Linked DNA regions of Mus musculus: all the other regions are linked to region 5. The links are chromatin contacts, called in public HiChIP or PLAC-seq and promoter capture Hi-C maps. All regions are on one chromosome and are shown on one strand. Each heading gives the region's core, a stretch centred on a gene start, on an enhancer-like site or on the middle of the called end of the contact. The rest is flanking DNA. Distances are from core to core; before and after follow the strand shown.

Evidence for each region. HiChIP or PLAC-seq counts read pairs in DNA pulled down with a chosen protein or histone mark. Capture Hi-C pulls out chosen DNA fragments and counts their contacts.
Region 1: a contact with region 5 is called in a FOXA1 HiChIP or PLAC-seq map of pancreatic cancer cells. The contact joins the promoter of Vat1 here to the promoter of Rab5c in region 5. A contact is called at or near these places in 3 of 39 promoter capture datasets (erythroid cells, liver and neutrophils), 3 of 115 datasets of contacts at active chromatin or transcription factors (astrocytes, pancreatic cancer cells and stem cell-derived neural progenitor cells) and 2 of 9 other capture datasets (adipose tissue and liver).
Region 2: a contact with region 5 is called in a promoter capture Hi-C map of liver, with 3 times the contacts expected there. The contact joins the promoter of Vps25 here to the promoter of Rab5c in region 5. A contact is called at or near these places in 3 of 39 promoter capture datasets (hematopoietic stem and progenitor cells, liver and neutrophils), 2 of 115 datasets of contacts at active chromatin or transcription factors (the SCID.adh cell line and pancreatic cancer cells) and 2 of 9 other capture datasets (adipose tissue and liver).
Region 3: a FOXA1 HiChIP or PLAC-seq map of pancreatic cancer cells shows a contact between it and region 5. The contact joins the promoter of Coa3 here to the promoter of Rab5c in region 5. A contact is called at or near these places in 1 of 484 Hi-C or Micro-C datasets (embryonic stem cells) and 2 of 115 datasets of contacts at active chromatin or transcription factors (extraembryonic endoderm stem cells and pancreatic cancer cells).
Region 4: a contact with region 5 is called in a promoter capture Hi-C map of liver, with 3 times the contacts expected there. The contact joins the promoter of Psme3 here to the promoter of Rab5c in region 5. A contact is called at or near these places in 1 of 39 promoter capture datasets (the C10 cell line), 1 of 115 datasets of contacts at active chromatin or transcription factors (embryonic stem cells) and 2 of 9 other capture datasets (adipose tissue and liver).
Region 6: a contact with region 5 is called in a promoter capture Hi-C map of adipose tissue, with 2.3 times the contacts expected there. The contact joins the promoter of Ifi35 here to the promoter of Rab5c in region 5. A contact is called at or near these places in 4 of 39 promoter capture datasets (hematopoietic stem and progenitor cells, liver and pre-B cells), 2 of 484 Hi-C or Micro-C datasets (B cells and CD4 T cells), 3 of 115 datasets of contacts at active chromatin or transcription factors (astrocytes, regulatory T cells and stem cell-derived neural progenitor cells) and 2 of 9 other capture datasets (adipose tissue and liver).
Region 7: a promoter capture Hi-C map of adipose tissue shows a contact between it and region 5, with 2.5 times the contacts expected there. The contact joins the promoter of Ptges3l here to the promoter of Rab5c in region 5. A contact is called at or near these places in 1 of 484 Hi-C or Micro-C datasets (embryonic stem cells) and 2 of 9 other capture datasets (adipose tissue and liver).

What each region holds. Positions count from the first base shown.
Region 1 is chr11:101,464,361-101,468,218 of GRCm38.p6, forward strand. Vat1 (vesicle amine transport 1) reads right to left here and starts at 1,839. Exons shown (of 6, transcript NM_012037.2): 1 at 1,348-1,839. The coding sequence starts at 1,773. Rnd2 (Rho family GTPase 2) reads left to right here and starts at 3,815. Exons shown (of 5, transcript NM_009708.2): 1 at 3,815-3,858.
Region 2 is chr11:101,251,939-101,255,860 of GRCm38.p6, forward strand. It overlaps Vps25 (vacuolar protein sorting 25), which reads left to right and starts at 1,769. Exons shown (of 6, transcript NM_026776.5): 1 at 1,769-1,869; 2 at 2,093-2,238; 3 at 3,005-3,058. The coding sequence starts at 1,817.
Region 3 is chr11:101,277,218-101,280,978 of GRCm38.p6, forward strand. Coa3 (cytochrome C oxidase assembly factor 3) reads right to left here and starts at 1,731. Exons shown (of 2, transcript NM_026618.2): 1 at 1,497-1,731; 2 at 753-1,235. The coding sequence starts at 1,710. The coding sequence ends at 1,123. Cntd1 (cyclin N-terminal domain containing 1) reads left to right here and starts at 1,986. Exons shown (of 7, transcript NM_026562.2): 1 at 1,986-2,263. The coding sequence starts at 2,089. Wnk4 (WNK lysine deficient protein kinase 4) reads left to right here. Exons shown (of 19, transcript NM_175638.3): 19 at 1-192.
Region 4 is chr11:101,314,501-101,317,911 of GRCm38.p6, forward strand. It overlaps Psme3 (proteaseome (prosome, macropain) activator subunit 3 (PA28 gamma, Ki)), which reads left to right and starts at 1,713. Exons shown (of 11, transcript NM_011192.4): 1 at 1,713-1,988; 2 at 2,681-2,713; 3 at 2,829-2,891; 4 at 3,123-3,227. The coding sequence starts at 1,947.
Region 5 is chr11:100,736,080-100,739,496 of GRCm38.p6, forward strand. It overlaps Rab5c (RAB5C, member RAS oncogene family), which reads right to left and starts at 2,136. Exons shown (of 6, transcript NM_024456.5): 1 at 1,999-2,136.
Region 6 is chr11:101,446,491-101,450,055 of GRCm38.p6, forward strand. It overlaps Ifi35 (interferon-induced protein 35), which reads left to right and starts at 1,922. Exons shown (of 7, transcript NM_027320.4): 1 at 1,922-2,132. The coding sequence starts at 2,112.
Region 7 is chr11:101,423,192-101,426,725 of GRCm38.p6, forward strand. It overlaps Ptges3l (prostaglandin E synthase 3 like), which reads right to left and starts at 2,137. Exons shown (of 7, transcript NM_001357574.1): 1 at 1,425-2,137; 2 at 964-1,077; 3 at 786-852; 4 at 589-687. The coding sequence starts at 1,432. It overlaps Rundc1 (RUN domain containing 1), which reads left to right and starts at 1,894. Exons shown (of 5, transcript NM_172566.4): 1 at 1,894-2,419. The coding sequence starts at 1,913.

The sequences.
Region 1 (3,858 bases), core at 589-3,088, 730 kb after region 5:
CAACTCAGGGCCATGACCCCTCCCCAACTCAGCCACCAGGAGGGTGGGAAAGCCCTCCCCATAGAATCCAGGCTCTTACAGCAGATTCTTGCCTGAGGCAGGAAATCCTGTATTTACCAGGCGGAAAGTGTGGGGAGGAGTGGATAGGTGGGTGGCCTTCAGCAGTAACATGAACTATTAACTTCCCCTTCCAACCCCTACCCTCCAAAGTCCTTTTAGCACCATCCAAGAGTAGGATTATATCTAAGTCAGGGCAAGGGTGTGACCACAGCTGGATTCAGAAAGAACGACTTTAAGGAGGAGCTGTTTTGATGTTCAACAAATGCAGCAAACCCAGCAGGTTAGCAAAGGCTCAGACTGCTCTGGGGCAGCATCTCATGAAGGTGCTGGATTTGAAAAGAAACTCCTAAACACTTGATATAAAGAGGCCTCAATCGGGATCTCTCAGAAAGCTGGTCTTCTGTAAGTCTCATGTGGCCAAGGTTATGGCTGTGATTAATGATAAACGAGAAACAGACCGGCAAAGCTGGGCCAACCTGCTCAAGGTGCCACACCTCCCTACCCTAGTCCAAATGGGCTCCGCCTGGATTTCGGGGGCTGGGGTCCTCTGAAAGGGAGGAGGAGCAGCGGTTTGGGCCGGAAGTTCCCAAGGGTAACCCTGGGTCGTGGCCTGCTAGCTGAGTCACTGAAGAAGGGATGGAGTTGCAGTCACGAGAAAGCAAGCCCAAGACAAAGATGGGAGACTGATTCCCGCCTCCCCCACGTCAAATACCCGAGTAGTAGCGTAAGGCCCGTGGCGGTGGGGGAAGCCAGCCTCTCTGGGCTCCATGATGGGTGTGTCCCCTTTGGCCCAGCTCGGGGAGGGGCCGTCATACACCCCCATACACCACGGGGCTGCATGTGACTAGCGCTCTGGCACGGCCTCTGAGCCTCCGCCTAACCCCATCTACATAGCTTCTCAAAGCTCCCTCGGGAGGGAAGGGGGAGTTAGCCACCACTCAGAGTCACAAACCACAACTGCCCCGGGAGTGTTTAGTGGGCAGGGGTACAGGTGTGGTTTTACTTGGGGAAGGGGGTGGGAGGGGGGCGAGCAGGTCATCCTGCGCATGCGCCTGGGCGCCTTATTGTTTTCCCCCCAACTCCGCTTGGGGCGGCGGCCACTACTAAAAAATGCTTTGGGAAGGGGCAATAACACTGTTGCCAGTTCCCAGTAAATCCTTTTCCCAGACGCCTGGAGACATAAATTGCTTTCCATGTGTTCCATGTTTAGTCCACCCGCGTCCTTGCTGGCTTCCCGGCCCGGCCACACCCCCGGCACGCGCCCACTCCTGCCCTGCTACCGCTCACCTTACGGTCGCCGACGCCTTCGCCCACTGCCACTACCACGCCCGCGCCCTCCATGCCGGGGGTGACCGGCAGAGGCGGTAGTCGGTCGTACAGCCCTTGGCGGCCCATGAGGTCGGCGAAGTTGAGCCCACAGGCTCGCACGCGCAGCGTCAATTGACCCGGACCCGGGGCCGGGGGCACCGCCGGCCGGCTCTGCAGCTTCACCTTATCGTAGCCACCGAAGCCGGTGAGTACCAGGCAGCGCAGTGGCGGTGCCGAAGCGGATGCTGACGCTTCGGGGGCCGGGGGTGGCTGCGGGTCGCTTGCCACCTCGACTGTCGGGGGCTGCGAAGGCGCACCCTCCCCGGCTCCGGTCCCGGTCTCCGCCCCGGCCTCGGTCGCCGCTGCCACAGTGGCCGCCTCAGCTGCTTCCCTCTCCGCGGACATGGCTAGACTCGCGACGTGCGTTCCCAGCTGTACAGAACCGGTGCACAGCTGGGAAGGGCGGGACACGCGTCAGGAAGAGCGCAGGCTGCGGACACCAGTGGGTGGGGCGGGGCCTTGCTCGGGGGGTGGGGCTTCGCGGGCGGACTTAAAGGGCTAGTCCCTCTGCTGACCGAGCTGCGAGGGCGCGAAAAGACTAGCGGTGCAGGTGGAGGGTGGTGGTGTACGTGCGTGTGACTGATAAGCATGAGGAGATTCTGGGGCATGCCGAGTCTAAGACTTGATTTATTCGTAGAAAGCCTTATACGAATTAAAAGTTGTCGTGACACAGTCTGAAGGATAATTTAAAATCTGAATTTATAATCTAGCCACCTGTGGATCAGACTCCGGTGAAATTGTGCCTCAGGTTGAACTCTACCGTTTACTAATAAGCAGACTTTATTCACTATGTTCTTTTGTTTGCTTGTTTTTTGAGACAGGGTTTCTCTGTGTAGCCCTGGCTGTCCTGGAACTCACTTTGTAGACCAGGCTGGCCTCGAACTCAGAAATCCGCCTGCCTCTGCCTCCCAAGTGCTGGGATAAAAGGTGTGCTCCACCACGCCCGGCTTACTCACTATGTTCTTGCAGTGGCAAACTACAAGCATGAGAACCTCTAAGACAGGGTCTCACCATGTAGCCAGGTCTGGCCTGGAGCCTAGAAGGTGCCATGAATACAAGGCTGGCTCTGCCTCCGGAGTTCTGTGGTTAAAATGACATGTGCCACCACCTCCCTTTTCTTTCACACTCTCTTTTCCTTTTGTTGGAATTGAGGATAGAACCCAGAGCCTCATGAATGTAGCTCTACTCCCGAGTTACATCTCTAACTTAAACTTAACAGTTTTGGGTGTTAATGCTGTGTGTCTGTTTACTTTTTGTAAAACAGCGATGAGATTGTGTGCTTTAGTTACCTTTACACGGTTATTCAAAACGAGATAACATTAAAATGAACATCTTCGACTTAAAGAAGAGTTTTGTTTGTTTTGAGACAGGATTTCTCTATTTAGACCTGGTTGACCTGGAACTCATTATATAGACTAGAGTGGCCTCAAACTCAGGGAGATCTGCCTGCTTCTGCCTCATGAGTGCTAAGACTGAAGGCGTGCAGCACCATGCCCGGCTAAAGAAGGATTTTTTTCACTTATGTATGCATGTATGTATGTATGTGTATTTATTTGTTCATTCATTCATTCATTCATTCACTTTACATCCCGATCACAGCCCTCCAAGCCCCTTTCTCCATCCTCTTCTAGGCAAAAGATGTCATGCAAATGGCGGTTTGCTTATTGCTAGTCTGAGATGAGGCTGAAATTGGCTTTGGGGCTTAGCTCTGGCCCAGCTTAGCTGTCAAAGGATTCTAGCTTCCTTAGCCTTCCCTTTGCTCTTTCTACCAAAACATCCACCAGAGGACGCAAAAGCTCCCCTAAAACTTTCCACTCAGTACTTGGCTAGAGGAACTTAGTCCATGCTTCTAGGTTGGTCACAGGCCTAGATCCCGCCACCCGTCGTTATGGAGATAGAAAGCTATGATGTCACTAATGTAGGGTGGGAGTGCTAAGGTCCGTACTTCCATTTCCCTAAGCTCTGTCTGGACCCGAGAGTGGAGGAGGGAGACAAAAATCAAAAATCCTCCCTTTCCTAACATCTCACGCCCCCCTGTGTTCGGGAAATAGATTGCTGCCGCCGCGCGTGTCCGCCGCACTAGCACACCTGCGTGCACGCGTGGGCACACAGAAGGCTCAGGCCTTGCGCCCGTGTATGGAGCTTCGCAGCTGACCCTTCAGAACTTCGCCCTCGGTCAGCCCAGCCTCCATGCCCGAGGAACTCAAATAAACGGGGCTCGCTGGCCACAAACCCTCAGGCGCTCCTGGGGTCACAGCTGCGCGCTAGAGTCTAACTCGGGTCCCCCTCCCCTCCTCCCAGGCCCCGCCCCGTCCCGAACCCCGCCCCTCGGCTGTGCGGGTGGGAGGCGGGGCCAGAGGTGCGGCCCGCGGGCTAGGGGCGGGGCGGAGGGGGCCCGCAGCCCCGGGCGGGGGCTCGGCGCGGGCCCGC
Region 2 (3,922 bases), core at 519-3,018, 520 kb after region 5:
CACAATCACCTGTAATTCCAGCTCCAGGGAATCCTCTTCTTGTCTCCAGGAGCACTTGCATAAATGCATATATACATATAAATAAAAAGAAATTAATACCTTCTTTAAAAAGAAAGAAGGTGGGTCTAGAGAGATGGCTTAGCAGTTAAGAGCACTGAGTGCTCTTCCAGAGGTCCTGAGTTTAATTCCCAGCAACCACATGGTGGCTCAAAACCATCTGTAATGGGATCTGATGCCCTCTTCTGGTGTGTCTGAAGACAACTACAGTGTACTCACATATCTAAAATAGATATATCTTTAAAAAAAACAGACCATGGACACAGCACACACATGTAATCTCAGTTCTCAGAAGGTTGAGGCAGTGGGATTAAAGGCTGAGCTCTGGGATAAAGGTGTGCTCAGCTAACATTTTTTTTTTCTTTTAAGATTTATTTGTTTATGTATGTATATGAGTACACTGTAGCTGTCTTCAGACACACCAGAAGAGGGCGTCAGATCTCATTACGAGTGATTGTGAGCCACCATGTGGCTGCTGGGATTTGAACTCAGGACCTTCAGAAGAGCAGTCAGTGCTCTTTACCTGCTGAGCCATCTCACCAGCCCTAACATTACTTTTAAATAGAAATAAAGTGAGCTACACAGAAAGGGAGGGAGGCATGATGATAGTGATATCCGGAAAGAAATTGAAAAATTGAGGCAACACGTTACTTGTAAAGGAAGAATGGCAGTTTTGAGTTCAAAAGGCAAAGGAAGAAAAAATGGGGAGGAGCTTTGGAGCTATGAATTAAACATTGTGACAGAGAGAGATTAAGGGATTCTCACAATAATTCTTCAGGGAACAGAAAGATAGACACAGGCGGACTATTTTGAATGAGGATAACAGGGAATCAATGAAAACAGCCCAGCTTCTTCTCGCTCTTTAAAGGTGAGCATCTCCTAGCAGCCCAAGGTCAGCCTTCTTTTCAATACACCTTTTGTTTAGTGCTCTTATCCCTTAAATGGGTTCATATTGCATGTCAGGTCAGAAGACTCCCAAACTTGTATTTCTAGATCCAACAAGGCTCCCCTGAGAGTCCAGTAGTGAGATTAGTCAGCGAGCCCGGGACTCAGTAAACATGTTCTGGTTGGTCTTCAGCAATTTTCCACAGCTCAGCAGTGGAAGTACTGTTGGGAGAATGGAAACAGTAATTCTGGTTTGGGAACTGACCCGTAGTTTAGGCAGGCAAAGGGACAGATCTGACTAGTGTAGGCTGGGTATGAGTCAGATGAAGCCAAAGGGATTCCAAGTCTGGGGTCTAGAAAGGAAGAGGTTAAGAGCTAAACGTTAGTTTTGATTCTTTGAAAAAAGCAATAAGTTTTGATTCTTTGAAAATCGCGTATAGCGATGCAAACCACACAATATGCTCCCATGATCCTACAGGAAATTTAAGAGTGAAGTCAACCTGGGTGGGAATGCAGGAAATTTCGGCATCATGAGTTTAAATTGGCAACCGACACGAAGGTGAAGCCTCCAGATGTGGATTCTAACTTGCGTTCGGCTGACCTCGCAATTTGCAGAGGGAAACTACGTGTCGTCGTCCCCCCCCCCCCCCCCCGCCCCCGTTTCCCTCTGTTTAAGCGACAAGACCCAGAACTCCTGCGCTTCATGTTGAAGTTTTTCTTTAGACAGCAGCAGATTGGTGACAAGAACCGTTCCCATCCCACTGCGGCGCCTCCCGAGAGGAGTCCGGAACCTTTCTGCTGTGCTGTCAGCCCGGACATGCTGAGGCGGAGACCGGAAGCCCCTTGTCGGTTCCGGGTTTTCTGGGCTACTACGATGGCGATGAGTTTCGAGTGGCCGTGGCAGTACCGCTTCCCGCCCTTCTTTACGTGAGGCTCAGACCCTGAGAAGCCCAGTGTAGCTCCCTCCCGTCCCCGGGGCCCAGGGCTCAGCCCTGATGATTCACTTGGGGTTCCGGGGGAGACGGGAGCTGCCGGCCGCCTTCCTGTCCAGCCAGCCCGTCACTGTCTCCCCCTAACGTGCTGCTAGGCTGGTGCTGCTGCCGCCCTCTTCCACGCTTTAATTCCTCGTCCTGCTCCCTTCGCCCGGCAGGTTACAGCCGAACGTGGACACCCGGCAGAAGCAGCTGGCCGCCTGGTGCTCTCTGGTTCTGTCCTTCTGCCGCCTGCACAAACAGTCCAGCATGACGGTGATGGAAGCCCAGGAGAGCCCGCTTTTCAACAACGTCAAGCTACAGCGTATCCTCCCTCAGGCTCTTCCATAGCCCACCCCCAGCCCCCACACACACGCACTCCCACACTTTTCTACATGCCCAGACTGCATCTCCCCACCTCCCTTTACCCACAGTAGGCAGGCTTCTATTCAACCTGGACTTGGGAAACAGCAAAACTAAATGGCAGATAATCATTTTATATGCACTTTTGCAGGCAGTGCAAGCTCCCTTTACCCTAGTTAATGAGTGCTGGGGTCTTTAAGTCCCAAGCTTTACACACTGGACCCTTTAAAACTATTTGAATCTCCTCTCTGTGAGCCTCAAATCCCAAACCATCTTTAATAATTTTTTTGACTTGCCCCACCTCTCCCAGGAAGTGAGGGTCATTTATTTTTGCTCTCTGATTCATAGGTAAAATTTGTGGAGAAAAAGGCACAGAGAATGAAGTAAAGGGTAACACCCTTTATTTTCTAAAACTCTTGCCTTTTATTTGAGACCTGATCTCTATAGCCCAGCCCAGCCTTGGACTGGTGATTCTCCTGTGTCCATCCCATAAGAGCTGGTATTACAGGCCTGTAACACACTTTGCTAGTTCTTCCTTCTAACTGGAAGTTTCTTTTTACCTCCTTTTCCAGAATATTGAGGAAATGCAAACATATCTTCTTCAAAAATTGCATGTATGTATGGCAGGGAAAGGAGGGGGCTAGATCATTCTTTATCGTGGGCCGAACTCCGAAAATGTTTTATTTAACCTAATTTACATGTAGGCCATTCCCTTAACCTTAAGCCAGGGAAACTTCCTGTGGAGTCAATTCAGATTGTATTAGAAGAACTGAGAAAGAAAGGTGGGTTCAGTTCTCAGATACCTGTTGGTTTGTTTGTCTGTTTAAAGATATATTTATTTATTTCATGTATATGAGTACACCATTGCTCTCTTAAGACACACCAGAAGAGGGCATCAGATCTCATTACAGATGGTTGTGAGCCACCATGTGGTTGCTGGGAATTGAACTCAGGACCTGTGGAAGAGCAGTCAATGCTCTTAACCACTGAGCCATCTCTTCAGGCCCCCTGGTTTTGTTTGGTTTGGTTTGGTTTGGTTTTTTTTTTTTTTTTTTTTTTTTTTTTTTTTTTGGTTTTTCGAGACAGGGTTTCTCTGTATAGCCCTGGCTGTCCTGGAGCTCACTTTGTAGACCAGGCTGGCCTCGAACTCAGAAATCCGCCTGCCTCTGCCTCCTCTGCTGGGATTAAAGGCATGCGCCACCACGCCCAGCTTGTTTTGTTTTTTAAATACTGTTTTTCACATGTCCTGTGGTATTTGCCTTCTTATATGTCTGTATGAAGGTGTCAGATCCCCTGGAACTAGAGTTACAGACAGTTGTAAGCTACCATGTGGGTGCTGGGAATTGAAGCCGGGTCCTCTGGAAAAACAGTCAGTGTTAACCACTGAGCCATCTATCCGGCCCCTCCCCTACTTTTTTTCTTCTTACTTGGGATTTTTTTTCCCCTGAGGGTACAACAGGGCAACTCTTCCTTTTAGTGACCTTTTTTTTTTTTTTTTCTTTTTTGTCTCTCTCAGCCTGAAGCCTCAAGTATTCTGAGATGGCCTAGTTCTCCCCCCACCCCCCACCTCCTGCCATCCCCACCCCCACCCCCTGTTAGTGTACAGAATTAAATTTCCTCTCTGGCCTAAGAAAGATAGACTAAGA
Region 3 (3,761 bases), core at 481-2,980, 540 kb after region 5:
CGGGTTCTCTTTGCTGTGTGGAAATCTCATTTCTGTAGCCTACCCCACCTGCCCTCCCCAGGCAAGGGCTGACCACTAAGCAATCCGAGTCCAGATGCTTGCGGAAGGCCAACTTCCAGCTGGGAGAGTGGAGGGGCTGTGCTCCTGCCACCAAAGTCAACAGCAACCAATAAAAATACTGAGGAGAAAGGCTGTGGGTCTGTATCTGTCATGCCTTAGGGACGGGGTGGGGGACAAAGACTTGTGAAGCAGGCAAGAAGGGTGAGGAACTCGAAGCCATTCTCCTCTCACAATGGAAGGCAGGATGGAAGCGGCCCAGCTTTCTGGCTTTTTGCCACCAGGTCATGAGGAAACTACATGACCAAATGATCCAATGGCCAAGGCATGATCCCCTCCAGACCCCACCCTAGGCCTGTATAGGCAGGTACCAGTAAATGTTAAAAGAATGAAGTTACTCCTTGCTCATCCTTCACCTACCAAGCTAGAGACAGGAAAAGGCCCGTGCCATTAAGAGTCTGTTCTTGAAGGCAGAGAACAGAAGAGTGACCTTCTTCTACCCCCTAAGACCTGGGTCAGTCTCAAACAGTCCAGTAATCTCTCCCTTAAATCAGGTGGAAAGATCTCACGGAAAAAGTAATTCTAGTTAAACATTTACAGCTCCCTGGGGCAATGCCACCGCTGCAGCTAGTGCCAGGGAGCTTTCCAGCGTGAAGTGCCATATGTCTCTCTGCCCCCACACACTAGCTTGGCTTCGGGAGACATGACTCATTTTATTACTTTAACTTGACCCTATCTTTCCCACTTTAAGGTTCCAACGCTGCAGTTAAGCCACACCCTCCCCCTTAAGAGTCGGGGCCCCTGGGAGGTGAAGGGGTAAACCACAAAGTTTGGGTAAAGGCAAGGTTGCATACCTCTCAAACAAGGAAATAAAAAGGGCTGAGTAACTGGACAAACTGCACGTGAAGTGAGCAATCCCCCCCTTGGCAGCGGCCAAATGCATAGTCTCTGGCTTCTTGGGCTCAATCACACAGTCCGACGTTAGTGTGCCAGTGATGCTGTAAGACCACCAGGCATCATTCAACATATACAGGGGATCCAGCAGTTTGAAGATGGTCCATACAGTTAGGGTCCCGAAGCTCGCTCTCTCTCAAGAGCACGGGCTCGGGCAGCTTTGGCTTCATCTTCCAGCTCATCAAGGAAACGCTCTTGGGCCACCGAGTAGAAGGTGTAACCATCTGACGGAGTGGGTTCAGGAAACCACAAAGCACATGGGCATTCCTTTCGTCTAGCCACCCTTGCTGTTTTCCCAAATTAATGATTTTGGATTGCCACCCTTTTGCTCCTTTTGAACCCTTAACCAATTGTTATTACTAAGCCAATACGCGCTGCGTATATATAGTAAGATTAGGCATGAACCTCATTTGCCCGCACATTAAAAGCTACACGTCTTGTTCCCTTTTCCCTAACCCCATATGCGGTATAGCCAGGACGGATACAAATAGCTAACACCAGGGCCCCGATGCCCAGGCCGGTCATGATGTTCCGGGTCCGCCGCTGTGGCAGTGTTTTCTGCCACTGGGCAAGTTGCACCTGCCGCATAAACTGCAACTGCGCTGGGGTCAATTTCTCCCGCGACGGGTCGATGCGCTGAGCGAATGGAGCATTTCCATTCTTAGCATTCAGAGGGTCACCAGCTCCAGGGGCCGCCATGTTGCTGCTCCGCCCTAAGCCGTCAAGCCCGGAACTCGCCAGGAATTGTAGTCTTTGACTTCAGCAAGGAACTCTGGGAGCTGTAGTCCACGTGGAGTTTTCTGGGTAGAGGCAGGGTCTCTCCGCCCTAGAGGAGGGACAGGAAAGGTGAAAAGCGCCCTGCTTTCTGATTGGCTGAGCTCTCTGTGTCAGTTGGGGCGCGAAAAGCTGTTGACCGTTCGAAGCCGTGGTGGACATTATGTTTTTTCTCAGATTCGAAGCGAGGGCAAACATATAGAAAGGGAAGGAAGAATCCAAGGTGTGGCAGAAGATTCTGGAAATAAGCTAAGGAGGCCAGTTTATGGATCCCGTAAACTGTCCAAGTACTCCGAAAGACTTATGAATATGGAAGGACCCTTGAGGCCCAGGCTGGTGAACTGTAGTGACTTTCAGTTCGGAGTGGTTACCACAGAGACTATCGAAAACGCCCTGCTTCACTTGGCCCAGCAGAACGAGCAAGCCGTGAAGGAGGCTGCGGGACGGACGGGCAGCTTCAGGGAGACCCGGATCGTGGGTGTGGATGCAGAGTGGGGAGTCAGGTTTACGGGAGGCAGGGGAGCGTTGATCTTTGTTTTTCACTCAAATATTTTGCTAGTACTCTTGTTGTGCGAGGTCGTGGGGCTTATAAGCGATGAACGAGGCTTACTAGCACTCTTTTTTTTATTTCTTAACCCCCACTTCCCTGCACCACTCCCCACGTGCCTTTTTTTATTTTTATTTTTAAAGACAAAGTCTCACTGTGGAGTCATGACCTGGAACACTCTCTGTAGCTTAGGCTGGCCTGGAATTGACAGATGTTCTGACTCCCAGATGCTGGGATTAAAAGCACACGGCATCATGGGGAGTCCCCCCCCTTTTAAAATTAATGTATGTCTGTATGAGGGTATCCAATCACCTGAAACTGAGGTTATAGACAGCTGTGAGCTGCCATATGGGTGCTGGGAATTGAACCCTGGTCCTCTAGAAGGGTAGCCAGTGCTTCTAACTGCTTGAGCCATCTCTCCACCACCAGCCCCCTTTACTCTTCTTTCCATAAACGTGTTTAGAGTGCTTATCATTTACATTGCCTGGTATAGAAAGAGGGAACTGCAATCTAGCCATTGCTCTCAAACTATGTAGTCTTTAGGTGGGAATTGTTAACATATGAGCAAGTGGATACAAATAACGGTTAGAGTGATTGACACAGAGAATACAAGCTACTATGAGAATTTAAAGGAGTGGTAAGATGAGGTCCAGGGATTGAATGATACCATGAATAAAACTTGGGAAAACAAGAGGGAGGCTGGGAGCGGAGGGTTTAGTTGTCCAGGTTGACCAGAGCATATGGAGAAGCAATAGAGAGTAAGGCCAGGAAAGTAGTTTGGAGACATTCCAAGCAGAGGTCTGAATGTCTGTCAGGGGAGAGAACTTTATACTTGTTTTAGCAGGAAAAAAGAAGAATTGAGAATTATAGGCAGTTGTGAGCCACCTGATGTGGGTGCTGGGAATTGAACCCAGGTTTTCTGGAAGACCTGCCAGTGCTCTTAACTGCTAAGCCATCTCTGCTGAGCGAAGCCACTGAAATGTAAATGAGGGGGCCAATGTGGCTGTCATTTTCCCCCTGGTAAAAATGATTTTGTATGTGGTCTAAAGGCTGGAGTTGAGTTGGGAGGTGAGCTAGGGGAGCCTGTGTGTAGTCAGAGTGATGACAGAGAGGAAGGCAAGAGTGGATTTAAAACAGCTCAGAGGCAAAATCTAAAAATCTGAGTTTTTCGTTTAAGAGATGAAGATGGGAAAGATGACTGTCAAAGGGCTGAGCCTCAGAGACTGGCAGCCTCGTGGTGCCATTTGGAGCAGCACTTACACACAGTGCAAGAATAAGGAAATGTGATGTTTGTTTGGGGGCAGTTGTTTTGATTTGGATCTACTAAGTTTAAGATCTGTGAAGAACACCCAGAAGAAGGTTAATAGCAGACTGTTTTAGAACTAGCAAGAAAGGCTTTTAAATCATTCCCATGATACGCCCAGGAGGA
Region 4 (3,411 bases), core at 463-2,962, 580 kb after region 5:
TATGGTCACTTTATTTTCTGGCATTTTTTCCCCCAATATGAAGCACCAGTGACAAACAGAAACTTTAAACAGATTGTTTATTGTCTATATCTCAGAGCTGTTGCATTCCATATAGGAGTTGCTGGCTATACATGGCTATTGAGTACTACAGTGTATCACACTTCCTGTTGTTGGTTGTTGTTTTTTCTTCCTTTTTAAAAGATGTATTTATTTATTTATTGTGTATACAGTGTTGTGCCTGTGTACATGCCTGCACACCAGAAGAGGGCACCAGATTTCATTATAGGTGGTTATGGGCCACCATGTGGTTGCTGAGAATTGAACTTAGGACTTCTGAAAGAGTGGCCAGTGCTCTTAACCTCTGAGCCATCTCTCCAGCCTGTTTGGTTGTTTTGTTACTTTTTAGATATGGCCTTACTCCGAAGCTCAGGCATTTAAAGTCATTATTTACTATGGCTGCTTGCTTACTTTCTAATGTGTGCGCAGAGGTAATAGGACCACTTGCAGGGGTTCTTTCTCATACTGTATGTGTCTAAGGATTGAATTTACATAGCTAGGCTTACAGGCGAGTACCTTAATTCCCACTATGTCATCCATCTTTTAGGTCCTTGTAGCTCAAGTTTCCTGAATATTTTCCATTTAGTTGGTTGACCCGGTGATTTGGAAATCCAGATACAAAAGGCTGACTGCATTGTAATATAAATGTTATTGAAAGTGGCTAAGCCGGGCAGTGGTGGCACACGCCTTTAATCCCAGCACTCGGGAGACAGAGGCAGGCAGATTTCTGAGTTTGAGGCCAGGCCTGGTCTACAACGTCAGTTTCAGGACAGCCAGAGCTACACATAGAAACCCTGTCTCGAACCCCCCTCCCCCCGCCAAAAAAAAAAAAAAAGAAAAAAAAGAAAAAGAAAAAGAAAAGAAAAGAAAGAAAAAAAGAAAAGAAAAAGGAAGTGGCTAAAGTTATTTAATTTTTAAAAAATGTGTCTGCTAGAAGACTTTACCCTATATACATGATGCGCACATTTCTAGTCTCTCCAGAATACTTTTCTGGGGTCTAGCACATACCCCTACTCCATTTGATTGCATGGAATAACACAAACTAAAAGATACACTGCCTAATTGTTGAAAGAGGAGATGCTGTCTCAGACTTGCGTTAGGAAAATGGTAACCTTTTTCCTCTAGAACTGGGAGGATTTGATTCTAGTCAAGTCATTGGAAGCAACGTGTTGTGTCTTAGATAAGCCACGAGGCTGTTTTGGGCGTGAATTTGTCCTTCAGGTATTTGGTATCTGAGGTCTGCACGTTTATGATAACTTTCCCCGGAAAGCCCGGTGCAATGGAACGCGTCTTCGGTTTGACACTAGCCCGAGGGACGGGAGGCGGGAGTCAGCAGTCACAGCCCGGAACCTTAAACTAGGGACCCGGGCCGCGGGCTTCTCCGGCTCACGTCACTAGGGCGCGACGCCTACTCTTCCAGAAGCCCCGGCACATGAGGTCCCACGGTGAAGTCGAGTTCCGGGACAATAAGACACATCACTCTTGAGTCCCCAGGAGGTTTGGATCTCAGCATCCCTGTCCTAGGTTGACCACCACAGGGCACAAGGCCCGGAAGCTCCGACAGCCCCTCCAGGAACCTGTAGAACTGAGTATCAGAGCGGCTGCGCAGGGCACGTGCTCATCCTCCCCGGAGTGCCGGCGATTGGCTGTGACGCAACTTCCGGCGTGAGCGGCGAAAGCCGGGAGGGCGAGCGAGAGAGCAAGCAGCCAGCAGGCGGGCGGGCGGGTGGCCGGCCGGCACGGAGGGAGGGGACGAGCAAGCGGTGAGCAAGCCAGCGAGGGTGCCCGGGTCCCGAGGGCAACGGAGATTCCTCAGGCCCCTCCGGTGCCCTCCCCGGAGCCCAGAGCACCTCCGGCACCCAGCGGAGCGGACACGGCCCGGCCTGGCCATGGCCTCGTTGCTGAAGGTGGATCAGGAAGTGAAGCTCAAGGTAGCGGCATAGCTCCGGCCCCCTCATCCCTCCCTTCGAACCCCCAGCAGTCGGATCTGCTCCCCACTCCCTATGTCGTCTTTGTCTCCCTGGGGACACCAGCTCTGAGCTTCCGCCTGGCTCAACCCAGCCCCCCACGCCTGGAGACGGCATTGGAGAGGACCGTATAGGGTGGCTTTCTGTCCTGCTTCTGGTGATGGAGTGCACCAGGGACTCCTCCGCGGACACGTGTTAAACTCAATGCTTTAGGCTAATGACAGGTGGAAGTCCCCTGGCCCAGCCACGTCCCCGCCCCCGGACGCTGCCACTGACCCTGCCCTTGGAGGCTGGCTTACTGCGTAGGATGGGGCCAGGTCTGGGTGGGAGTTGGCACGTTTGTGAGCTCACTTCTTCCAGTCTGGCTTTTGTCTGCTTATGAAATTGAGAGGGTTTTAGACAACTGGAGGGAGGGACAAAGGGAGGTGAGGGGTGGGTAGGAAGGGAGAGAAGGGGAGACAGGTGCTGGCCTGTAACCCGAACATCCTCTCCCGAGATGGAGAAATGGATCTTGAAAAAGATGAAGTATTTGCAGTCTGGGGGCCTCTCACCTTCTAATTATAATTTCAAGGTGAGGGCGAGACAGCTGGATTTGGGGTTCCCCATCCATGCCCTTGTATCACTAGGTGTTAAGTTGCTCTCTCTGTTCATTGTAGGTTGATTCTTTCAGAGAGCGGATCACAAGTGAGGTGAGTGTTGTAAAGGAGAAAAGTGGTGATGGTTAATAGCTGGGGGTGTCCCCAAAAGATCTGTAGTGAGGGACTGTCCCACGTTTATTAATTCAGGTGTATTCTCTCTGTCTAGGCAGAAGACTTGGTGGCAAATTTTTTCCCAAAGAAGTTACTAGAACTTGATAGTTTTTTGAAGGTGAGAGACACTTTTGTTTCTTTAAATTACTTCTTTGGTCCCTGTCTTTGTGACAGGCGGGGCAGATTGTGTGTTGATTCTGTTCTCTTGTGTACTGTAAAGCATTCTTTTTTTTCTTCGATTTCACAAGAAATACTCCTCTCTCTCTCTCTCTCTTTCTCTCTCTCCTTGTTTTTGATTTTGTTTTAAACTTACACTAATACTGTTTTGGGGTGAATGCCTCTCTTTCAGGAACCAATTCTAAATATCCATGACCTAACTCAGATCCACTCAGACATGAACCTCCCAGTCCCTGACCCCATTCTCCTCACCAATAGCCACGATGGACTGGATGGTGTGAGTGTCTTGCATTTATGTTTGTGTTCTTAGTATTTTATGTTTTGGTAAGCTTGGGGATGTCCGGAGTATGTGGGATTTGCCTGTGGGGTCTGGGGTTCTGTTGTAGGTGTGGTGATTGTAGGATGCTACTTTTTGGACCATTAGTTTCAGTTTTGGCAAGGTAAGTTATGTTAGTGCTGCT
Region 5 (3,417 bases), core at 886-3,385:
CTCTGGGGGCTTTCTATCTTCACGAGCTCTTGCCCTCCTCCAGGAGTGAACAGGCAGAAAGGCCAACGAGGTGTGAGAAGCAAGAGGGGAGGTGGAGAACAGCCTTAGAGAGGAGGGACTTCCTCTCTGGAGTGCCCTCCCTAGCCCGGCAGATCAGCAACGGACTTCTGCTGGGCCGCTACAATTTCTGAAAGCCAGAAGTGGCTGCAGAACCATGCAGAACTCTAGTGCCTCCTGTCTCACAGACAGCTTCTCCGCAAAAGGGCGCTTTGGAGTCAGAGCTGGAAAGATGTCCGGACAAATGCCAGAAACGCCCATTAGAAGGTTCCCTTGCTTCAGCTAGAACCCCAGGAATCACAATCCACTCCTTGGAAGGTAAGTCTAGCAGAAACCAATCCCTGTAAACAGGCAGGGGTCACTGGCCCTCTCCCTCAGAGGCACATGTTGAACAGATCAGAGAAACTAGGCTAGCTGAATCTCTGAGCCCACAGAGAGAGAGAGAGAGAGAGAGAGAGAGAGAGAGAGAGGATTGATTGATTGTTATACTGACTGAACACCGGAAACTGTCCAGAAGTAGGTTGGAAAGATCTCAAAGCAAAATGTTTAGCCTTTGTGTAGTAAGAAAAGCATCTTAAGTTGATCAGATCTCAAAAAACCAAAAAAAAAAAAGTTGATCAGAGATGCCCAAGGACTGAATGGCTTTCCCACTCTTCCTCCACTGCAAGACAGCAAGGGTCAGCTGTGGCTTCAGAATCAGGCTACTCCTCAGGAAGGCAGTCTCTAACCTGTACTTTGGCCGCATAACAAGAGAACCTTCCAGCTTGGTCAGAGATACCAGCCATTTCACACACTTAAGTCCCAAGGAAAACACAAGAATCCTGTGTCAATACAGTAGGGGAACTGGCACTTTCCAGCACACATAAGCAATTCCTTTACGGACGAAAACTATACCTGCCACGGTGATGTGGACTAACTGCTCTGTGAAAAAGTCCAAGCCAAGAGGGGAGTGGAGACTCTGGTGAGGAATGGACCTGTTGCTCAAGTGTATAGTGGTGTGTGATTCAGGGTGGTTAAGAGATGGTGCCTCAATTTCACACTACTCCTATTTGGTCTATTCTCCACCCCTATAGATAAGCAGGCAGCAGTCTCTCTAAGGAAACCACTCACATGCTCTGGAAGGACAGGGCTGGGCCTGAAGCAGGGGGGAAGGAGGAGGGGAGACAGAAGATAATGAATGGGCAGATCCTCCCTGATCTGTGATCTGTCCCTAGGATTGAGCAGAGCTCAGCTAAATTCTTTAGAGGCAGGAAGACGAACACACACTGAGAGAACTTAAGACAGGGCTGGGGGCATAACGTGCAGTCCAAGGAGAAGGCTGCCATTCCGTCTAAGTGACCCAGAATTCAAACTCTGCTGAGGTCCTCGTAAGCTCAAGAGGAAGTAAGGAACTGTAAGCGCGCAAAAACACTTCTGTGCGTGTACAACACTCTCATTCCGACATCCCCCCCCCCCCATCCCCGCATCTCCGAAAGGAAATCGAGATAAAGATAATTTCAGGGCTGCAGGGGGACAACTGGGTTTTTGGTTGGGATTGGGGAGTGGGAGGCGTAGAACACAGGAAAGGAAAACCAGGAGAGACAGCACTCTCCGTCACCTCTAAAAGAGAAGGGGGACAGGTTCCTTCGCACCTGGTAAAGACTCTTTGATTTTGAAAGCTGAGGGGGTGGGGAGCGGAACTTAAGAGTCCCTCTCTCCCACAAGTGGACTGGACAGGCCAGAGGAGAGCCTCAAAAGACTCCCAAAGGCTCCCGAAGGACAGGTTAGCGAAGGAAAGAGGAGCTCCCCCTTTGGCCTGACGCCCTGGTGAGCCCCTAAGAGGGGGCTACGGGTCGGGGGAGGGGTCAGTGTCCCCCTAAGCTAAGGTTGGGCAGGAGGAAAGGGTACCCCAGGGAGGCTACCACACAAGTGAGACACTGGCCCTGGGACAGGCACACTCACCGCGGCTCCGGGCAGCAGCGTTACTTTGGGCCGGGGCTTCCACAGACTCCGCTCCTCTCCCCCCCACCCCCGGCGGTGTCCCAGGCTCCGGCCTCCACTTCCGCCTTTCAGCCGCTCCGGATCCGGATCTTCAGCTCTGCCCCGCCTCTCTATATTCCCAGGTGACTGACAGAAAGAACAGACCAATGGGAGACACTCCGATCCTACCCACAATCAACGCGGGAAAGGAGGGAGAGTGCGCGCGAGGGATGGCGGGACTTGTAGTTCTCCGCACAGGGAGGAGCCGGGGGCTGCCTGGCACTTGGGTTTTGGGTGGAACCGGCTGCCGGTGGGGCGGAGCCGGTCCAGGCCTGCTTATCGCGTCACTGCCAGTTCCAAGTGCCGCGAGGGAAGGCGTGTGGCTGAGCTTTCCAAGAGAGCAGACAGAGGGCTGTTCATGCAGAATTGAGAAAGGAAAAATATGATGTTCACGTAGCCGCGCAGACCGGTCGTGTGCCCTCGGCAACTTGGAGAAGCCAAGCCCGCCCAGGAGGCTGATTGTTGAGGACATTCTATTATAGGAAAGGCGATGGAGTCAGGTGTAATGGCTCGATCCGAAGGCAGAGGCTTGCAGATCTCTGTGAGTAACAGCTAGGGTTATGTAGTAAGATCCTGGCTTAAAAAAAAAAAAAAAAAAGAAAAGAAAAGAAAAAGAAAAAAGAAAGAAAAAAAAAAGGTGATGAAATCTCTGAGAGCTCTATAGAATGGGCTCTCTGGGGGCTAGCGAAACGGCTCGACAGGTGAAGATGCTTGCAGCCAAGCCTGACTGAGTGCCGTGCCCAGGACTCACATGGAGTAAGACAGACTCCCACTAGTTGTCTTTTGACAACCACCCATCCACCCTCCCTCCCGCTAAATACTTGAAGAAATGTAATTTTTTTTTTTTAAAAGAAGGAGTTGTCTAGAGGATACTAAATGGTTGAAAAGGAGACCTGCTGCTGCCAAGGGTTGCTCTCACTCTCTCTTCCTTTCACATGGGCTCTCACTATGTAGTCCTGATTGGCCTGGAACTTACTTTGTAGATGGGTTGTATTTGAATTCACAGAGATCCTCCTGCCTCTACTTCTGGAGTGCTGGGATTAAACACATGTGCAACCACCACGACAGACTAAGCTTTCTTTCTTAGGCTCTGTTCCCAAATATACCAGACCCCCTCATCTCCCTCACTCTGCCCCCAGTCAGAATTAGCGCTCCTTCAAAGACTACCTGTGTTCTCTCTACCCGTCACTATAGATGAAAACCACTAACCCTTCTACCACAGGTCAGTTCTGTTTCTGTTGCTTCTAATTCCTTCTGTATGAATTAGGACCACTTTTTGTTTGTTTGTTTTTTGTTTTTTGTTTTTCGAGACAGGGTGTCTCTGTGTAGCCCTAGCTGTCC
Region 6 (3,565 bases), core at 672-3,171, 710 kb after region 5:
TCAGGCAGGCAGGTGGATCTCTGAGGCTGAGGCCAGCCAGTGTTGCATTGTGGCACCATCTCTGAAGCATAAGGGAACAACTTCAGGTGCTGGCTAGTGCAGGGTTAAGGAGTTTTGTCCAGGGTACTTTCTGTCTTGTCAGTGCTAAATGACTCAGTGAAAGATTCATTAAGAGAAATCCTGGGGGCTGGTGAGATGGCTCAGTGGGTAAGAGCACCCGACTGCTCTTACGAAGGTCCAGAGTTGAAATCCCAGCAACCACATGGTGGCTCACAACCATCCGTAACAAGATCTGACTCCCTCTTCTGGTGTGTCTGAAGACAGCTACAGTGTACTTACAAATAATAATAAATAAATCTTTAAAAAAAAAAAAGAAATCCTGAGGCTGGAGACACTGGTGGTTCAACAGTTCAGAACTCTGCACTTAGCCAGGCAAGGTGGCGCACGTCTTTAATCCCAGCACTCGGGAGGCAGAGGCAGGCGGATTTCTGAGTCCGAGGCCAGCCTGGTCTACAAAGTGAGTTTCAGGGCAGCCAGGCCTATACAGAGAAACCCTGTCTCGAAAAAAAAAAAAAAAAAAAGCACTGACTTCTTTCAGAGGCTCTGAGTTCAAATCCCAGCAACCACATGGTGGCTCACAACTATCTGTAATTAGAATCTGATTCACAACTCTGGTGTGTTTCTGAGGACGGCTACTGAGTGCTCATATAAATAAAAGGGGGCTGGTGAGATGGCTCAGTGGGTAAGAGCACCCGACTGCTCTTCCAAAGGTCCAGAGTTCAAATCCCAGCAACCACATGGTGGCTCACAACCATCCTTAATGAGATCTGATGCCCTCTTCTGGTGTGTCTGAAGACAGCTACAGTGTACTTACATATAATAAATAATAAATAAATCTTAAAAAAAAAAAAATAAATAAAAAATAAATAAATAAATAAATAAAAGGGCTTTTTAGTTGGGCTGGTGAGATGGCTCAGTGGATAAAAGCACTGACTGCGCCAGACAGTGGTGGCTCAACGCCATTAATCCCAGCACTTGGGAGGCAGAGGCAGGCGAGTTTCGGAGTTCCAGGCCAGCCTGGTCTACAAGACAGCATGGTTACAGGACAGCCAAGGCTACACAGATAAAACCCCTGTCTCGGAAACAATAAAACCAACAAAAAGCACTGACTGCTCTTCCGAAGGTCCTGAGTACAATTCCCAGCAACCACGTGGTGACTCGAAACCATCTGCAATGTGATCTGACTCCCTGGTCTGGAGTGTCTGATGACAGCTACAGTGTACTTACACATAATAAATAAATCTTTTTTAAAAGAAAAAGGTTACCAATAGCCATGTGGATACTGGGAGTTGAACCTGGGTCCTCTGGTACTCAACAGCTGAACCCTTTATATTTTGGGTTTTGGAGGTAGGATTTCTCTGTGTACCTGTGGCTGCCCTGAAAAATCACTCTGTAGACTAGGCTTGACTGGTCACAGAGATCCACCTGCCTCTTTGAACGCTGGCATCAAAGATGTGCCGCCGCCACTTGACTCACAGGTTTTTTTTGTTTTGTTTTTTTTTTTTGGTTTTTTGGAGACAGTTTCTCTGCATAGCCCTGGCTGTCCTGGAACTCACTTTGTAGACCAGGTTGGCCTCGAACTCAGAAATCCGCCTGCCTCTGCCTCCAGGGTGACTCACAGTTCTTTAATCACAGCTTTTTGGAGGCAAAAGCAGACAGATCTCAAGGGTGTGAAGCCAGCTAGAGCTGCAGTACTGAGAGCCTGTCTGTCTGGAAGTCTTAAAAATCCTACCATGGTTTATGCTAGAACTGGCTGCCTGGGAAAGTCTTCCCTTTGCGGTCCCAGGAGCACATGCCTGACTGGGTAGTTAGATTTGATGACTTGGAAGGCTCCGCCCAAGGGTGGGGCTGTATGCTCAGAAGCAGAATTCACAGAAATGAAAGTGGAAGTGAGGCCGGCAAGCAAGCAACAGCAGTGGAAGTGTGTTTCAGACGCTGCTGGAGGCTGAGGAGACCAGAGCCACCTCTGAGGGGTCAAAGAGTTTAGTCCTTCAGAACTCTTCACTGCCAACCCTGCTCTGAAGCCCCAGCTTCTGCCAGACGTGAGAGCCATGTCTGTGACCCTGCAAACTGTAAGTACGGGAGCAGGGGAGCATTTGTCGCATGTGGGGAGGGGCGGGAACACAGTGTTCTAGGCTTAGACCTGCTCGGCTCAAGCCTGCTAAGGGTGGAAGAGAAGTAGAGCGCTTAGGGTACCTTGGTCTGTGGATCTTGTCATTTACCTATTGTCAAAACCAGGACTCTGACACCTAAAGTAAGGACCTTGATCATTCTTTTTGGTTTTTCGAGACGGGGTTTCTCTGTTTAGCCCTGGCTGTCCTGGAACTCACTCTGGAGACCAGGCTGGCCTCGAACTCAGAAATCTGCCTGCCTGTGCCTCCCAAGTGCTGGGATTAAAGGTGTGCGCCACCACTGCCCGGCCTTGATCTTTCTTTATGTGGATGTATGCTTCAGGGTTGTAGAGAGCTGTAAGCATCAAAGGTTTCTGGCTATTCTAAACAGCAAAGGGAATACTCTGAGGTACTTCCCAGCCAAAAACTCCTCCCCTCAGAATGCCATGTCAACCTGACCATTGGTCCTCTCTGGGACAGGTGGTCTTTCTAAGTGCCTCTGACTGAGGCCACCTCAGATAGGCTAGGTTGAGCTGTGAAGTCTGCCTGCCAACAGCCAGTGAGGCCTCAGGAGGAAGCACAGTGGGCAGCCACCTTCGAGGAGGGATCCAATGCAGCTTGTCCTCAGCAGCTCTGCCTCCCCTTGTTAGTCTTCTGGCACGGAAAACTTCCATTTATCTCCCAGATACAATAAAAAAAGGGAGCGATTTGGAGCCAAATAAGGAAAAAGCAATATTGAAGAGCCAACCTGCCTGGTTTCAGATCCTAGTTTCTTCAGACATGTTGCACTGGACCAAACATTAGCTTTTCTAAAGTTGACAGTCTAATCCCTTCACTTACTATGTAGGGATATTACACTTCTTCACAAAGATACCTAGAGGGAAGGCTAGAGAGCTAGCTCAGTCTATAAACTGCTTACCTTAAGAGTATGAGAAGAGGGGCTGGAGAGATGGCTCAGTGGTTAAGAGCACTAAATGCTCTTCCAGAGGTCCTGAGTTCAATTCCCAGCAACCACATGTAATGGGATCCGATGCCCTCTTCTGATGTGCCTGAGAAAAGCAACAGTGTACTCACATACATAAAATAAACAAATCTTTAAAAAAAAAAAAAAAAAGCACGAGGAGAAATTCAGTACTTAAGAACTGAGATAACCAGGCTGGTGAGATGGCTCAGTGGTTAAGAGCACTGATTGCTCTACCGAAGGTCCTGAGTTCAAATCCCAGCAACCACATGGTGGCTCACAACCATCTGTAAAAAGATATGACTCCCTCTTCTGGTGTGTTTGAAGACAGCTACAGCGTACTTACATATAATAAATAAATAAATCTTTTTTAAAAATTAAAAAAAAAAACTGAGATAACAAAACAAAAAAAAATAGCACAGTGGGCTGCCAA
Region 7 (3,534 bases), core at 887-3,386, 690 kb after region 5:
AGAAGGGCTGGAGAGATGGCTCAGCGGTTAAGAGCACTGGCTGCTCTTTTGAAGGTCCTGAGTTCAATTCCCCGTAACCACATGGTGGTTCACAACCATCTGTAATGAGATCAGATGCCCTCTTCTGGTGTTTATGAAGACAGCTACAGTGTACTCATATAAATAAAATAAATCTTTAAAACAAACAAACAAAAAAGAAATGAGACAGAAAATAGGCAACGATAATAATACCTGTAATGTCATACACATGCTTGCAATATCAATGTTCAGGAGGCTGAGGCAGAGGGATGGCAAGTTCAAGGCCAGCCTGAGCAACAACAAAAGAGCTTGACTCAAAAACAAAAGCGAACAGACAAAAACCTACTTCCCCCAACAAACCCTGGTGGTTGCTGTCTAGACTAGGAGGAAATATATAGATTTCAGAATAAATAGAATATCAAATACACACGACCCAGAGGACTCCCTAAAATAGTGACTGGAAAGAAGCCAAACACAGCTCCAGATATAACTCTGATGCTTGGGTGCACAGAGAGAATGCTCAGATGAAGGGAGAGCACAGGAGTAGACCACTCCTGCACACACACTCACCTTTATATCCTCCTTTGTGAGCCTAGGCCAGGCCACCTTCTCCTTCCATTTCCTCACAAAGCAAGTAATGGAGCGACCAGAACGCTTATCCTGGGAGTCCTGTCAGACAGATAGCCTTATTTTTAGGATAAACTTCCAGTCTCCTTGCTTGGCCAGCCTTTCTTGTTCAGATATGACTATCCTTACCCTGCCCTCACCTTGGAGTTCACCTTGGCATAGAATTCAATCTCGTTATACAGCTCCACTCCATCACCATTCCTGCAGCTAAAGTTACAGTAAAGAGACATAGGAAGTGACAGGATAAGTTCTTGAGACACCAGGAGGATAGGAACGGTTCTTGAGACCCCAGGCCAGTCCACAGGGGAAGACTACTACCTGAACACGACGCGGTGGTCCTCAATGAGCACACTGACGTCGGTGCTGTCCTCAACGCAAAACTCCATGAAAACATATTTGGGTCTGTCGTACCACAGAGTCCGGGCAGGCTGCCTGAAGAGGTTGGAGGTGGGGCTTGGTAGGGGTGGGCAAGACTGAAGGCAATATGGAAAGGTGGAGGGAGGAGACAGTAGAGTCGTACGTGGTGCCACTGAACCAGACAGAGGGGAGTAGTGGGAGTGGGCAGAGGTGGCGAGAATAAACCCAGAGAGCCAAGGGAAGTAAGGAGTTAGAAAATACGTTCAGATCTCACCACCCCCTCTCACCCACAGTCACAGAGACGTGGAGTCTGGGGTGCTGGTGGGCAGACTCAGCGGCTTCTACAAATGTGGGAGAGGAAATCTGCAGGAAAACGGACAGGGGAATATGTAGGACCTGTATGATGGCGGCCTGAAACTCACCGTTCCATGGTGACTCCAGCTGCCCCGTGGCTTTTGGAGTCCCAAGAAAAGGCCTCTATCTTTAGATTCTAGGAGGCTCCTAGCAGCTGCCTCTCCTTATATGGTAGGAGGAAGGGTTGCGAGGGAGGGAAAGAAAGTTGGCTTGACAGCAAGAGTGATTTGGACTCCAGAAGGACACCGGGAGCGTTTTCTACATCTCGGGGTCTCCAGAAATAAACATATCAGAAATACAATATCTACTCTCTATCCAGGGAAAGGGCTACTCTAGCCCCTATATGCAGGAAGTTACTTGTTCTCGGTTTCATTCACTTGTTCCTCCAACTCAAAGTGTCTAATTCACAAAATGCATTAAAGTCCCGAGGGGGCGGGCCCTCCCGAGATTGGAGGAGTGCAAGACCCGCCCACCACTCGTCCAGGCTTCCCTGCCAGAGCCCGTTGCCATGGCAGCAAGGGGGCGCCACTGACGTGCGGGCGGCGTTTCCGGGAAGATGGCGACGGTGGAAGTGGCTACGGAGCTAGGAACTGTGGTGACCGCTGTCGGGCCTAAGGCGAAGGACGAGGAAGAAGAAGAAGAGGAGGAGGAGTCGCTGCCACCATGCGAGACTGTGCGCTGGGCTCCCGTGGGGGCAGTGGCCGAGGCCGGTCCTGGGGCGGCGACGTTCTCGGAGGCGGCGGCAGCCGAAGAGCCTGGAGCGGCTCCGGGCTCTCCATCCGACGCGACTGTCCGCACGCTGAGGCGGCTGGAAGCCGAGCGGCGGCAGCTGGATTCGGCCCTGCTCGCGCTGTCCTCGCACTTCGCGCAGGTGCAGTTCCGTCTGCGCCAGGTAGTGCGCGGGGCGCCGGCGGAGCAGCAGCGTCTCCTGCGCGAGCTCGAAGACTTTGCCTTCCGCGGCTGTCCTCACGTCCTGGGTTACGAGGGGCTGGCAGACCCTTGTGGCGGTGACGAAAGCGATGTGCTGCCGGGGGACCGGCCACGGGTGCGGGGTGAGGACCAGGTGAGTGTCTGCCGCTAGTTCCGGATGCGGATGAAGATGATGCAGGCGGGGAGTTTGTGGGTGGTGATGCTGACACGGACCGAGGTAGAAAGGGTGAGGAGCGACCGAGCTGGAAGTACTATAGGCACGTGTATGCAAGATAGAGAGAAGAGTCAGGAAGATGCAGAAAGACATATGGCGAGCCTTAAAGAGTATTGAAAAGGCAGTTGGTAATGGAAGCCGTGCTGCCTCTGTCGACTTTGAGGTACTTGAGTGTGTATTTGTGTCACTCTCTCTACCCTGAAGTATATACCCTGAGCACTTATTGATAGAATGAACATTGGGAACGGGAGAAGTGTTAAGTGAAAGGGAAGTGAATTGGAATCCATGGAAATTGAAATTAATGCCCCGTGCTTTTTTTGGCATATAGATAGGCTGTGATCTTTATGCTGTCTTATCTCAGTGACGGCTTTGGTGAACAGACACCATCCCTTGGCAGTGGAAAGAAACACACCTGACTATAAGGATGTCCTGACAGTGTTTTCAGACTGCTCTGCCATCCTGGTTAATAACGGGGTTCTCTGAACGGGGCCTTCTGACTGACCAGTGCGTTCTTCAGTACACCGAAGAAGCAAGGAAATTCTGTAAACCACAACGCGGGAAGATTCCTTACAAACTTTGAACGTCTGGAAGCTGGAAGTTTTGAGACAGGCCGCCTTTTCCGCTTCCTGTTGTGCAGATTGCAGTCCACATGTGGCTTTCTTCCCACTCAAAATGGTTTAGCCAAGAAAACTTATTGGTAGGAGATAGTGACTTATGCTGATCTGAAGTGTTTCCAGTTCCTTCCTTCTCATACCCATATACCCTTGCACAAGGAGCAGTCAACCACAAGTCAACAGACTTAAAAAGTGGCCAGGCCCTGTCCAGTATTGAATGCCATGGAAGGTCCTGGGCAGAGATGGTACTGTCTCTATTTTTTATTGTCACTTTCAGAAAAAATTGTCAAGGTAATGACATAAAAAAATTGTCCTCGCTCTGCCAATTAAGCAGCTGTATTGTTAAGTACATTCTTTGGGCAAAATGATATATTTTTTCTGCTTTGGGGGGGGCAAAGGGAACAGTCTTGGGGGTGGCAC